2 separate regions of the Macaca mulatta genome follow, and region 1 is linked to region 2. A link is a contact called in public Hi-C data. All regions are on one chromosome and are shown on one strand. The core of a region is the stretch at or near the end of the contact, and the rest is flanking DNA. Distances in the headings are between cores, read along the strand shown. Region 1 holds the start of TIPRL (TOR signaling pathway regulator). Region 2 holds the start of MPC2 (mitochondrial pyruvate carrier 2).

Region 1 (4,395 bases), core at 279-2,778, 240 kb before region 2:
AAATATAAGCAGATAATTCCCAAACTTAAACGTCATCTTTTTTGAGCTCCAAGATAAATATATCTAAATGCCTACTAAACATCTCCACTTTATGACCTATACCCACCTCACATTTCAGTAAACTAAACTCATCCTCTATCCAACACCCAGCCCCCATCTGCTCCTCCTCCTCCAATGCTTCTCATCTTGTTCAAAGGCAATACTATACATGCAACAATCCAAGCCAGAGATCTTGTCATTAGCATAGACTCTTCCTTTATTTCTCCTCCCATCAACTGGCCATCCCAGGGACTTCATCTTCTAAAACCTATCTTCTCTCTTACTAACTGGTCTCCTTCCCATCCCTGCGGACCAGCAATCCAGCCTCAACATGGCCTCCAGAGAAATCTTTCAGAGCCTACATCTGATAATGCAGCTCCTTCGGATAAAATTACACCCAGTGGTTGTTAGAGAAAATTGAAAATTCCTTAGCCTGGCATAAAAATTCCCCAGTATCTTGATTCCCCTGGGGCCTACCTCTCATTTCTCACAACACCCTCTATGGTACCTCACGCTCCAATCACACGGACACAGATCTTTAAACACATCATAGCTTTCACTCTCCCGGAGCCTCTGGCTTTACAGGCGTCCCCTGATTCCCCTAAATTTTGTCAAGATTCAGCCCAGGCATCAAAAACGCATTACAACTCACTCTGCCTGACCTGGTGGCATGCACCTATCCACAGTCCCCAGCAACGATTTTATCAAGATTCAGTTCAGGCATCCCAATTTCCTAGGTGGTTCGAGTCCCTAAAAGACCTCAAATCACTCCGTGTATATATCTTCATTACATTTATTCACGCTGTAATATAATTGTCTGTCTCACGAGACTGTGAATTGAGGCGCACGTTGTCTTTTACATTTCCTATCTCAAGCGCCAGGCACAGCACCTGACGTGCCAAAAACCAAACTTATAAATCATCCCCGTTATTAACCCCTAAGAAAACAGGCAACAACCACCCAGAAAGAAAGGTGGTGCAGGCTGAGGCAGGAGGAGACGTTTGGTGAGCGGAACGTCCACCAGCACAGCCACACTCTACTCAAACCCAGGCGGAGTGACAGTTCACGAAAGCAGCTCCTGGCGATCCCCAACCAAAGGGTCCGGAAGTGTGGCTGGATTATTTATCGAAGTTGTCAATCAAAAGTCCGGTCCGGAGGGACAGAACCTCCGCCTCAGGGGAAAGGGGAGGGGCTGCGCGGAGTTCGCCCTGCCTCCCTCCCTAGGCCAGCAACCGGCCAGCGCCCAGACCCCGTGCCCCGAAGCCTCACTTCTCCACATCTGCCGACTTCATGATGTGGGTCTTGGACGCCGTCAGCTTCCAGGGCCCGAAGCAGAAATCCCGGTGGCTGCTCTGGAAGCCGTGGATCATCATGGCTGAGGCAGGACCCGCAGAGGCCGCAAGAAATAGGCTGAAGCAGCGGCAGCGGCGAACACCGGTTCCTCCGCCTTCCTCCGGCCCAGCCTCCTAGGCTTTCGAGCCGTTACCATGCCCGGCCCCGCCCCCTGCCGGCCGACCCGGACGCTGGCTCTGCTTCCCGTCTTCTCCGCCCCTTTGCTTTTTGCTTCCGGGACTAGTTGCTGTGGTTGCGTGACCCACGTCTTGCGTTACGACGCTCCGGAAAAAAGGAAAAAGGAGAAAGTTTGAAGGGAGGCACTTGGGTTGCAGAAGGTGTGGTTAGGATCGCACCGCCCTCATAAACTTGTTGGGTGACGTCATCTCGAAGGATTGTAGGGACTGCCAGGGAAGGGGAGGATGGCTCTCACTTGATCCTTACAGACCTCAAAGCAGTGTAATTATCTCGTGTGTTAGTGAATCGTGTTACAGAGGAAATTTTTGTTTTGAGGTCAAAAAGGAAGTGATCCCACAGAGTTTAGGAAATACAGCACCAACAAGATTTAGAAGTGTCCATCTCGCCACTCTTGACTATGACCAACTCCTATCAAAAACTGTATCCTCGTAGATATGCCAAGACTTTCCATGGTCTACTTGCTATGTAGGCACCCAGTATAGTGGAAACAACACAGCCTACTTAGTGCTAAATCTGCTTTTGCAACACTATTGTGTGAATCCTTGGGCAAACCGCTTATCTAACGATTTTAGGCTTCAGTTGCCTCAAAATGAGATGATTTTGTTAATGGAAAAAAAAAACTCTGTAAAAGGTTTTAAAGAGATTTATTCTCAACCAATATGAGTCACCATGGCTCGCGGAATAGTCCCAAGAGGTCCTGAGAAAGAGCATCCGAAGCGGTGGCGTTACTGTTTGTTTTATACATTTTAGGGAGTTGGGAATTGCTGGTAAAGTAAGTCAATATATGGAAGATATACATTGGTTCAGGCTAAGGAAGTGGGATGTCTTGAAGGAGAGGCTTACAGATCATAAGTGGATTGAAAGATTTTCTGATCGGCAATTTGTTGAAAGATTTAAGCTTTGGTCAGGTGAGGTGGCTCCTGCCTATAATCCCAGCATCTTGGGAGGCCTAGGTGGGAAGATTGCTTGAGTCCAGAAATCTGAGACCAGCGTGGGCAACATAGTGAGGCCTCATTTCTACAAACCATTTTAATTAACTGTATATGATGGCATCTGCCTGTAGTCCCAGGCTACTTGAGAGGCTGAGGTGGGAGGATCTTGAGCCCCAGAGGCTGCATTGAGCCATGATCATGCCACAGCACTCATGCCTGGATGAGCAAGACCCTGTCTCAAAAACAAACAAAAACAAAAACACAGGCCAGGTGCAATGGCTGAAGCACTTTGGGAGGCGAAGGCGGGTGGATCACCTGAGGTCGGGAGTTCAAGACCAGCCTGGCCAACATGGTAAAACCCCATCTCTACTGAAAATACAAAACTTTGCTGAGCACGGTGGTGGATGCCAGCTGGCAATCCCAGCTACTAGGGAGGCTGAGGCAGGAGAATCACTTGAACCCGGGAGGCAGAAGTTGCAGTGAGCTGAGATGGTGCCACTGCACTCCAGCCTGGGCGACAGAGTAAGACCTTGTCTCAAAAACAAACAAACAAACAAAAAACAGTGTTAAGCTTTGTCTAAAGACTTGAAGTCAATAGAAGGGAATGCTTAAGAAAAGGGAGTCTGCTATCTGTCATGTGATGCTACACCAGTCAGGTTGGAAAGTAAGGCACACTATACCATTGCACATAAAAAAACATTTAATGAGATTTTATGGTTTGTAGGGCATGACTTAATCCTTGCCTTGCATGGCCATAGGTCTTGTTTATTTGTACTTATTTATTTATTTTGAGATGGAGTCTCACTCTGTCGCCCAGGCTGGAGTGCAGTGGCGTGATCTCAGCTCACTGCAACCTCCGTCTCCCTGGTTCAAGCAATTCAGCCTCCCAAGTAGCTGGGACTACAGGCACGCGTCATCTCGCCCAGCTAATTTTTGTATTTTTAGTAGAGATGGGGTTTCACCATATTGGCCAGGCTGGTCTCGAGCTCCTGACCTCGTGATCTACCTGCCTCAGCTTCCCACAGTGCTGGGATTACAGGCGTAAGCCACCGCGCCCAGCCTAGGTCTTGTTTATAGTATGGTATCATATTGCCACAGAGTGTTTTGTCAGTCTTATGATCTCTAGTTTAACCTTAATGGTGGTCAGTTGTGCCTCAACTCTAAAAGGGAGAAGGTATAGAGGTGTGTCTGACCTCTCTTCCCATCTTGGCCTGGAATTCAGTTTTTAAGGTTTTTCTGAGGTTCCCTTGGCCAAGATTGGGTCTTGTTTTCTATCTAAAATTTCTTTTTATTAAAAAAAATTTTATTTTTAATTTTTATGGTACATAATAGACATATTTATGGGGTATATGAGATATTTTGATACAGGCAAGCAATGTGTAACAATCACATCAGGGTGAATGGGATATTCATCACCTTAGACATTTATTATATTTTTGTGTTGCAAACATTCCAATTATACTCTATTAGTATTTTTTGTTTGTTTGTTTGTTTTTGAGACGGAGTCTCGCTCTGTTGCCCAGGCTGGAGTGCCATGGTGTGATCTTGGCTCACTGCAACCTTTGCCTCCTGAGTTCAAGCGATTCTCCTGCCTCAGCCTCCTGAATAGCTGGGGTTACAGGCACGCACCACCATGCCTGGCTAATTTTTGTATTTTTAGTACAGATGGGGTTTCACCATGTTGGTCAGGCAGGTATCGAACTCCTGACCTTGTAATCCACCCGCCTTGACCTCCCAAAGTGCTGGGATTACATGTGTACAATAAGTTATTGTTGCCTGTAGTCACCCTATTGTGCTATCAAATACTAGATTTTATTCATTCTAACTATATTTTTGTACCCATTAACCATTTCTGCCCCTCTTCTGTCCCTTTCTACTACCTTTCCTAGCCTCT
Region 2 (4,452 bases), core at 1,714-4,213:
CATTTGAAAAACTATAATTCAGGATTTCTACTATAGTCAGTGAACCCTTCAATTCCCCTAGACCCAATATACAAATTCCATTTCCATTAGGGAGTCGGAGTAGGAGAGGAAAAAGAAAGTATATGGTTTTGTTATATTTTAATTAACTCATTTGTAGATATAGCTAAAGTAACTGAACCAAAGGAAAACACTAAAATATAGAACTGTATACAAGTACTTAAACTGTCCAACTGACATAAAGGACCAAATTATCAATGTATTCATGCAAAACAACGTTAACATTTGTTTTATTAAGCTAAAATTAAGTTCTCTCTCCACAAATAAATTCTAAAAGAAATATTGCACACTTTTTTTGGCAAATAGTTTAAAAAAGCAGACTCTAGCTATGTTCAATTTTAAAATGATTAATCACCACTCTAGGTACTTATCCTACAACAAATGCACAAAAGCTTGTACAATGATGTTCATTACAATGCTGTAAGGGCGAACGTCCACTTAAAGAAGAATGGTTGAGTACACTACGGTACTTCATAATGTTACATACTATGTAATAATTTAAAAGACATAATCTATTTTTACTGCCATGGAAAGATCTCCAAAACCTGGAGAAGTTAAAACAATGTTTACGATATGACACCATGTATTCAGGTGTCTCTCTCACACACACACACATATACACACACACCACACACACACCCTAGCATTTGTACATATACATACGTACTTGTAAGAATGCAAACAAAAAGGTCTGGAAGAATATTCAGAAAACAGAAAATATTATTTCTAAGGGTGGCGAAGTGAAATTGAATGGGAGGGATCAAAGGGATTTTTGCTTCATTTTTATTGAGCTTCTACAAACAAAATGTATTCGTATTTTACTTGAGACACTAAAAAGCAAGAATTAAATTGCATGCTAACTTTTCTTAAATAATTTACAAACCAGAACTGTTGGCTGTAATGAGATTTCATTTTCTTCTCTTTACTTGAAATCAAAAACAAATGACAGCAACAAACACTTTTTACCTAGCAAATGGCAAAACTGTAAAGAAAAATTTTGTTTGATGTTGTTTGCCATATCTCCAAATAGAAAGAGTAATGAAGAGTATACAGGAAGAAACAAAAAAGACCTTTACTAAGTACGTCCATTTTTACGAAACCAAACTTTTTAGTTGACTCGGGCGTGACCCAGAATCCTCAAAAAAAAAAAAAATGTTATGCAAAACGAAAAAAGTGGAATACTGTTCCCTCAAGTATTGAAGGTTGTTTTTAGAAAGCTTAACTAAGAAACTGTAAATGCCAAGTGTGTTTTCCAGGGGTGGGAAAAGGAACGTGAAACCTTACACCACCTTTAAGCGGTCAAAACGAACTGAAGAACAGAGTGGAACTGGGAGAGCGCGCGGGGGTGGGGAGAGCTCAGCTATCACTTTTAGGTTTTGGCTCAGCGCCGCAAGAACAGTTTACACGGATTCTGTCTGGAGCGTGAAGTCCCTGAGGGTGGTCAACGCGTCGCAGCCGACACCTAAACCCTCTTGAGATCGAAGACGAGGGTGGGCAACAACTTAGGTTCTCCGGCTCAGCGGGGAGAGCGCGCTGGAAAAGAGCAAAAGAGCTAACTTTTGCTCTAAACGCGGCAGCTCCTGGAGGTTCCGCAAGTCCCCCGAGTCCCAACCTATTAGCGACCCCAACACCCTTACAAGCCAGTACCTTCTGCCCTCGGCCCGGCCCTCCGAGGAAAACCCAGCAAGGGCGGCGGCTGGCAGCAAGCATAGGGGGCTTGACTGGGGGAGGCACCGCCACGGGATTCGGCGACCGAGGCCCCACCCAACACCCCAGAGTCTCGGGGCACCCTCGCCGAGACGCTGTCCCACCTCCAACAACCCCGGCAGTGCGCCCCCTCCCCCACTCTGGGCGGCGACCTCAGCGCCTCCGCCCCGGGGCCCCCGCTCACCCAGGTAGCGGCTCCGCAGCCGGGACGGGTCCTCCAGCCCAAGGGACCTTTTCCTCACGTCCCACAACAGGTGTGGGCAGGAGCCACCCCGAGACATGGCTCTGCCTGAGCCGGGTGGGAGGGGAGACCACCGCGTGGGGGAGGGGAAGAGGGGGAGGGGACACCGGATCAACACCCGAGCCGCACCGGCACCATCCGCGCGCCGGGCCTCCAGGGCGCAGCGTTAGATGGCGGTGGCAGCAGCGGCGCCTGGGCCCCCGAAGCCCGGCCGCACCCGGGCCGGAGCTCGCCTCATACTCTCCTTCTTAGACTAACCAGAACATCCAAAGATCAGCAACAGTCTCCTCCCTCGGCCCCCCTCCAACAGGAGGAGGCGGAGGCGGAGGCGATGGCGACTCCTCCCTCTCCTCGTCCTGGATACCCTCCCCGCCAACCCTTTCTCGCGAGATGACGACCACCTCGGGGACTGAGGCTGGTGTGTGCCGCGGCTGCCCTCACCGTGGAAAAATGCATTCGGGCCACTCTAACCAGATTCTTAAGTCGCTAGGGATAAAAGAGGAGTAGAGAGAGAAGCGACTCAATTCTGTAGTCTCTCGCTCACGAGTCTCCAGTCAAAAGAAGCAAAAGAATAGTGCAGCATCATCTTTAGGCACTGAAGGCCCGAAAAGCCCATTTTAACTACGGGCCTGCTTAGTCAAAGTTAAGGGGCAGTAGAGCCGGCGCAGCTTCACTTTCCCTTCTCCAACATGGCCTCGAGGGCAGCGGGGAGAAAGAGGAGGTTCCGCTGCACCCCGCCCGCGCCTCGGGGCGGGCCAATCATGGCGGGCAGCTCAGTCTGCGCAAGCGCGCTGCCAGGAGGGCGCTGGGCGGACTCGGTGAGGTGATTATTTTGGCACCTGTTGCCGAGGCTCCTCCTCCCTCTCTCCTGCCGGGGCGGAGGCGGACCAGGGGCGGGCCGTTGGCAGCCTCCGCCCCCTCAACCTTCGCGGGGTGCGGGCGGCAGCTTTTTGGTTCACAGCCGGGCAGCGAGAACCGCGGGAAGGGCTCTCCAGGCGAGAGACGGACGCCAGGCGTCGTGGCAAGGAAAAGTGACTAGCTCCCCTTCGTTGTCAGCCAGGGACGAGAACAGAGCCACGCTCCCACCCGGCTGCTCACGATCCCTCGGCGGCGATGTCGGCCGCCGGTGCCCGAGGCCTGCGGGCCACCTACCACCGGCTCCTCGATAAAGTGGAGCTGATGCTGCCCGAGAAATTGAGGCCGTTGTACAACCATCCAGCAGGTAATGGACCCTGAATGGCTCGTTATCGAGACCTTCCTTCCCCCTTCCTCTAAAATGGACCTTTTAGAGGCCCTCTGACAACTGCCACTAGAGGCATCCCACAGCCCCAACTCCTTCCTTCCCCTCAGGTGAAGCCGTTTACTCTCCTAGCCTCTGCATTTCACCCTCTCTCCTGCAACATCTCTTCCTAAGCCAACGTATCTCAAGTCAGCGCCCTTCCCCACCTATGTGACATCCGCTCCCTTACGCACGACTCCAACCCAAACCTGACCTCCAAATTTGAGCCTTCTCAGCTTCTGCGGCCACGAAAGTGTCTGCAGCCACCATGAAACACTCATTCTCTTTCTCTTTTCGAATTGTGGCATATTAACCCACGCTAGGCAGAGCTGGGTGGGTGGCTTGTCGCACTGTAGGGTTTGGAGTAAAGGTCACACTTTCTTCAGCTACTGCTGGCAGAGGCCTGCAGACTGAGCCCTCCCCCAAACTGCATGCTTTACTTCATCCAGGGTTGTCAGTGTCATTTCTCATCCCATAGGTCCAGTGTGTTTCTTTAAGTCTGTCCTTATTTATGAAATTGTTGAACAAGCTCTACCCAGAGTTTTTTGTGTGGACAGACCTGGATTTCATTCTCTTCTACCACTTATTATAGTTGTGACCTTGAGCAAAAGCCTAGATCTCTGTTGTGTAATATGCGGTCTGCGAGAATGACAGATAACATATGTGCTTGACTCTTTGTAAATGCTCAGTAAATGTTACATCTCTCTTGGCCTACTGGAAAACTTGTGTTCTTGTGGTTAAAAAAAAAAAAAAAACTCTATAAGAAACAAACATTCCAATGCCTTAAGATCTAGAATTCTGTTACCTCTTCTCTAAAGTGAGTTGTAATAATACTTATTTGGCTAGAGGCTAACATCAGATATATTCTGAGGTCTCTTTCAAGCCTAAGACTTGGCAAACTAGAAAATGTGTTGTAAATTGAAAGACTGAAGTGCTACCCGAAAAGTGGCTTTTTTTCTCCTACATAGTTAAAATCTGTATTCTGCAGTTGGTATCATTAGGAAAGTTGTCTAGTTCCCCCATTATCTGATTATGAACCGGCTCTCTGTAGTCTGAACTGGTTACTAAATCTGACTTCCAGTTTGATCATGGAATGAATTGAACATCCGGATTATACTGTAGTGTAACCCTTAATATTATTTACTGCAATATTGAACCCATTATAAAA

Evidence for each region. A called contact is a pair of places that touch in the nucleus more often than the background predicts.
Region 1: a contact with region 2 is called in a Hi-C map of fetal cortical plate, with 3 times the contacts expected there. The contact joins the promoter of TIPRL here to the promoter of MPC2 in region 2. A contact is called at or near these places in 2 of 14 Hi-C or Micro-C datasets (fetal cortex germinal zone and fetal cortical plate).

Annotation. Positions count from the first base shown.
Region 1 is chr1:25,706,610-25,711,004 of T2T-MMU8v2.0, reverse strand. It overlaps TIPRL (TOR signaling pathway regulator), which reads right to left and starts at 1,528. Exons shown (of 6, transcript XM_077999478.1): 1 at 1,309-1,528. The coding sequence starts at 1,412.
Region 2 is chr1:25,466,847-25,471,298 of T2T-MMU8v2.0, reverse strand. It overlaps MPC2 (mitochondrial pyruvate carrier 2), which reads left to right and starts at 2,963. Exons shown (of 5, transcript XM_015125250.3): 1 at 2,963-3,227. The coding sequence starts at 3,119. It overlaps DCAF6 (DDB1 and CUL4 associated factor 6), which reads right to left and starts at 2,723. Exons shown (of 21, transcript XM_077999227.1): 1 at 2,447-2,723.